2 separate regions of the Mus musculus genome follow, and region 1 is linked to region 2. The links are chromatin contacts, called in public HiChIP or PLAC-seq maps. All regions are on one chromosome and are shown on one strand. Each heading gives the region's core, a stretch centred on a gene start, on an enhancer-like site or on the middle of the called end of the contact. The rest is flanking DNA. Distances are from core to core; before and after follow the strand shown.

What was found. HiChIP or PLAC-seq counts read pairs in DNA pulled down with a chosen protein or histone mark.
Region 1: a RAD21 HiChIP or PLAC-seq map of pro-B cells shows a contact between it and region 2, with 4 times the contacts expected there. The contact joins two enhancer-like sites. A contact is called at or near these places in 2 of 15 datasets of contacts at CTCF or cohesin (large pre-B cells and pro-B cells), 1 of 115 datasets of contacts at active chromatin or transcription factors (large pre-B cells) and 1 of 9 other capture datasets (embryonic stem cells).

What each region holds. Positions count from the first base shown.
Region 1 is chr10:118,977,082-118,979,781 of GRCm38.p6, forward strand. No RefSeq gene overlaps it. Among named protein-coding and RNA genes, the nearest start is that of Gm33624, 29 kb to the right of the region's middle. Within about 2 kb of position 1,305, at least 36 of the 459 cell types and tissues checked have an H3K27ac peak or open chromatin away from gene starts, as enhancers often do. A contact at or near this core is called in pro-B cells, where this site is marked.
Region 2 is chr10:118,664,925-118,667,624 of GRCm38.p6, forward strand. No RefSeq gene overlaps it. Among named protein-coding and RNA genes, the nearest start is that of Gm33337, 49 kb to the right of the region's middle. Within about 2 kb of position 1,252, at least 12 of the 459 cell types and tissues checked have an H3K27ac peak or open chromatin away from gene starts, as enhancers often do. A contact at or near this core is called in pro-B cells, where this site is marked.

The DNA of each region.
Region 1 (2,700 bases), core at 55-2,554, 310 kb after region 2:
GCCTTCATCCAGGTAACCAGGGATGGTAACAAAATCAAGTGGAAGGTGCACCCGACCCCAGAGACTTTGCTAAAGGATGAAAACCGCCAAGTACCTTAGGGTACGAGCCCAACGCTCGTGAGACCCTAAGGCTGAGAGACTCATGTTTCCTTTCCAGCTGATCCAGGTTAGAGTTTGCCTTCAAGAGGAATTGGTGTGGCTTTGCAAGTCAGGACGCAAGGGGAAGTAGTTGCTATTTCCAGAGGCGGTTGCAGGCAGATGTTAGGGACAGGGCAGAGATTTTCTGTAGCTTCCAGAGAACTTTCCAGAGCTGCCTGCTTTGGCCCAGCAGATGAGGTTTCTCTAAGCCTCCTGAAAAGTGGAGCAGCAACCAGGCAAGCCACCAAGATGAGCCTACTCACTTAAACCATCATTGATTGAAACTGTGACCTCCAGCACAGGCATCCTTGTCCCCCTCTCTGCATCCCACAGTGTCACTGAAACCCCAAGTTCTCTATTTAACCCTTTGTGTCTGGCACACAGAAACTGCCTTCTATTCTCAGAACTCTGCCTGCATCACATGTGTGAGACCACATGTAACATCATTTTAACCTTTGGGTTTGTTTGGTTGGTTTTTTTCTTCTTAGAAATGAGAAGATATTAAACAGATCATCCACAGATGGAATCAAATTTTGTTTTCTGTAACATTTGAGGTGTTCCTGACTGGAAAGCTCGGTGTTAGCATTAGGAGACTTTGAATGTCCTCCAGTGAACTCTTATAGAAAGCACCTACACGGAGTTAGATTATGATGCATTTGCAGTTCAGGGCAGGCAGAAATGAGAAGTGAGCACAGTCAGGCAGAGATCGCACAGCCCCAGGGAACTTGAGCTACAAGCTGCTCACACAGCATCCTCCTAAGAATTTGCAAATTCTGTCTTATTCAAATCCTTAACCTGAGAATCCAAAGCTATAAGTGTTAGGCCCTGGAGCCTCGGATACCTGACCTTCAGCAAGGTGGGCTGGAATTGGGAGGTGCACTCTGACCCAAAGACTAGAGGAAAGATACAACTGTACGCCTCGGAATTGGTGGGACGCATTAGCATCAGAGGACAGCACACAGCGTGCATGGGGTCTGAGTTTCCTACTATGAAGGCTGCTAAGAGCGCGACCTTCAGATTCACTGATGTAGAACCAGCCAAGTTATCAAGAGTTGCAGCTTCTTTGCTGGCTGTGGTGGGACCCAGAAAACTCTCCACATTCACTGTCTGAGCCCCCTTTAGGCATTTCCGGTTCGAAGGGCTTTTACTGCCTTGGGCGTTGTCTTTGCTGTTCTGTCTCACAGGCATCCACAGCCTGTGCACCTGGTGCTGTCTGGCGCACGTGTGCTTGCCTTGCTTGGATGGCTGCTCCCTCAGGAAGCTTTCTTGACGGGGATCTAGCCCATGCACCTCCCTTCTCGGTCCTTCTACAGCTCCTCAACTAGTGGCTGCTACTTCCTTATTGCCAAGTGTTGCCCTTAGCCCTGAACTGTGTTATCTCAGCTCTTACAGCTTCCCAGGAGAGGGCTCAGAGGAAAACCTGGAGACAGAAAGGTTCAACATCTTGCTTGTGTCAGAAGCTGGAAAGATTTGGGGTCAGGACTCTGGAGGTCAGAACTTACTCTCTGGAGTCCTGTTATTACCCGGGCTTGTTTTGTGATGATCCTACCAAACTGAGCTCAGAAAAAGAAAGAAAGAAAGAAAGAAAGAAAGAAAGAAAGAAAGAAAGAAAGAAAGGAAGGAAGGAAGGAAGGAAGGAAGGAAGGAAGGAAGGAAGGAAGGAAGGAAGGAAGGAAGGAGAAAAGAAGAAGAAGGAGAAGGAGAAGGAAAAGAAGAAGAAGAAGAAGAAGAAGAAGAAGAAGAAGAAGAAGAAGAAGAAGAAGAAGAAGAAGAAGAAGAAGAAAGAAAGAAAGAAATTATACTGAAAGCTTATGTGACAAGGATTATTTATTTCATGTCCTGTTTCCAGTTCTCATCTCATCTCAGTTGAGACTGTCACTGTCCCCATTTTGCAGATGAGAATGGAAGCTGCTCCTTTGCCCCACCTTCTCAACTCCTCTGATGTGTTCTGAATGTCCCCAGTGTTCTGAATGTCCCGTGTTCTGAATGTCCCCTGTGTGTGAAGGCTCTAAGACAGAAAAGACCCAGCAAAAGCCAAGAACTGCAGCCTCAGTCCCACTAAGTACTAAGTCACAGGGGACCATGCTGGAGACCAGAACAGCCTTCTTCAGCAAGGGGCCACCTCTCGCAGCACAATGAGAGGTCGCTTCTTCCTGACCTCAGGACCATGACAGCTGGCTTGGGAAGAGGCTACAGCAAAGAAGCAGACCTTCAACAAGGCTCAGCTGCCAAAGTCGGAAGTCGGAAGCCGTGACCCCTCCCTGGGGCCTGGAAAGCTGAGACACAGCTGGGCTCCTTCTGCGCTGGCTTTGGGTCACACCTGGGGCTGCGCAAGCAGGAGACCCTTGCGCATGCGCTGAAGAGAGACGAGCACTCCTGCTGCGACAGGCAGGTAGCCAAGTCTCCACTAGGGGTAGGAGAAAGACTAGCTCTGTGCTCTTCGAAGCAATAGAAGTTCTCCCAAGCCTCTGGGGAGAAGGAAACATTTCTGTGGTGTTGGGGCTCCACGTGGGGGTGAAACTCAGGCTGAATATCAGGAATGGTTAAAGCACATGGGTCCTT
Region 2 (2,700 bases), core at 2-2,501:
CACCACAGCTTGCTGTGATCCTGCCAGAGACAACTCTGGAAGCCTCCACAGCGTTGTCTAAGCGTTCCTGTCTCACAGAACACACTGGCTGTCCCTGCTACTGTTACCACTGGGATGCATTGCTCATCCCAGCTCCTTTGTTGCTGTAACTCCTGACTCCAATCCTATGTCTGGGCTTGGATCAGCTAAACCTTAGCCACATGATCATTCTAGTCGCATAGGAAGGTCAGAAAAGAAGCATCCAATGTCTGGACAGTTCTGTAACAGCACAGTGGCCAGGACTCATAGAGAGGGACCTTTGATGAAACACCCGACAGTAGGGAGAGGGAACTTATAGAGCCCACCTTCAGCAGGAAGACAGGACATCAGTGAAGTTGCCATCCCACAGTCACACCTTTGACCCATAACTGTTTCTGTCTGAAAGAATTACAGGGATGAAAATGGAGAGGAGCCTGAGAAAAAGAAGGTCCAGCGACAAGCCCAAAGTGGGATCCAGCTCAAGGGGAGGTCCCAAGGCCTGACACTATTACTGAGGCTTATGGAGTGCTCACAGAAAGGAATCTATCATGACTGCCCTCTGAAAGACCCAACAAGCAGCTGAAAGAGTCAGGTGGAGTTATTTACACCCAAACAATGGACCCCTCTTGTTGAATTAGGGAAGGCTGAAAGAAGCTGAGGAGGAGGGCAACCCTGTAGGAGGACCAGCAGTCTCAATTAATCTGGACCCCCTAGAGCTCTCAAACACTGGACCACCAAACAGGCAGCATACAGCAGCTGATATGAGGCCCCCAACACACATACAGTAGAGGATTGCTGGGTCTGTGTTCATACAGAGATGGTGCACCTAATCCTCGAGAGACTGGAGGCCCCAGGGAGTTTAGAGGTCAGGTGGGGTGGGGGGTGAGGGCATCCACGTGGAGACGGGGTGGGGTGGGGGGAGGTGTGAGATGTGGAGTAGACGGAGAGTGGATGGGAGGAGCGGGGAATGGAATAGGGAGTGTAAAAAGTGAATTACAAATAAAATTAAATTAAAAGCAAGTCATGTCATAAAGAATTTCTCCAACATAGGATAGTAATGAAGTCAAAGCCTCTTCCCCCCCACAGAAGTACTAAGTACCACTCCATCTTTTATACAGTGACCTCCACTGGGCTTAGTCCTCTGCACGAATCCTTTCATATAGTGGAGTGTGTGTAGCACACTTGTTCTCTTCTTATAGGAGGAAACGGAAGTTTACAAAAGTTAGAAGCACCGCATATCCCCAGAAGCAGTGTGGTCTGGAGCTAAGCCTCTAACCAGAGTCCTGACCACAGAGCCAAGCCTAACAAACCCACCTGCTGTGTTTCCCCAACTGCCTATACCACCTCCTTAGGGTTTGGATAAAGAGCTTTTCTTGCCTACTGCTGAGACACTGGAGTCATCATTAAAATTAAACTTCCATTGTAAGTGGTCTTTACAAATGACCATTAAAATTCAGGAAACTGTGCTAAGTGTCAACTCAAGCGGACTGGTTGCTGCTCATTGCTGGTAACATCCCCACGGTGCATTTCACTCATTAAGCACCTTTTGCAATGCCATCCTCTTAGCTTGCCTAACTAACACCTGTTAGGAACGAATTCTCAGGGACAGCATTGTCAACCAAGCTATCTGTGCTTCCCTCTTAGTGGCAAGGATAGGGAGCCCGGGGAGAATGGATCATGGCCTAAGATGAGCCACATGTATTCAAAAGCACGAATGGACACATTAGCATTAGGCTAGATCCCAAATCTACCTTAGCTTTTTTGCTAATCCCTTTTTTGAGACAGTCATATATAAACATCCACACATAAGCACCAAGAAAAAGACTGCCTGCCATATAGGTTGTAACTGTAAATAAGCCACTTCAAAACCAAAGGTGCTAGGTGGTGAGGTAGGGTGTTTTGTTTTGTTTTGTTTTGTTTTGTTTTGTTTTGTTTTGCTGAGAAACCCATTGCAACCAAACTGGGAAGACATAGCTGTTTGGAAAGGGGCATTAAAATGAGCAAGGCTAGAGATACCATTCTGCAGTGGGAGAGTCCCTGTTACTACTGTCGGCTGAATCCAGTATTGGAAGGAAAAATAAATAAATGAAAGAAGGATGGAACAAGGGAGGGAGGGAGAGGGAGGGAGAGGGAGGAGGGGGAGGGGGAGGAGGAGGGGAGGGGGAGGGGGAGGAGGAGGGGAGGGGGAGGTGAGGGGGAGGGGAGGGGGAGGGGAGGGGGAGGGGAGGGGGAGGGGAGGGGAGGGGGATACTGTGTAGATACCAAAATAGCAAAGAGAGGTCTCTGAGGAACAGGACATGCTGAGGCAGCCACCTAGGGAAGGTCCAACCTGTGCCCTGGCATGGACAGTACTTATAGCTAGCTGCTTGTCTTTGGGGACAAAGGACCACAGCTCGAGAACTTCAGATAGATACCAGGAAAACATAGAAAGGAAAATGAAGTGTAGAGACAGACTGTGGTGAAGGAAACTGACATATCTACGAGAAGACGATCCATCCGAACAAGAGTCCCGTGATCACAATCAAAATCTGAATCACCATAGGTGATTGTGCGGTTTCTTCTCTAGTTGCTTAACAATCCTTATTACAGAACTTGAGCCGATCAGCGAAGTGTTCCCGCAAGTCTGTTTGGTACAAGAATGTCAGTTTAGTTGTTTCTCACTGAACTTTCTCTCGAGCCTCA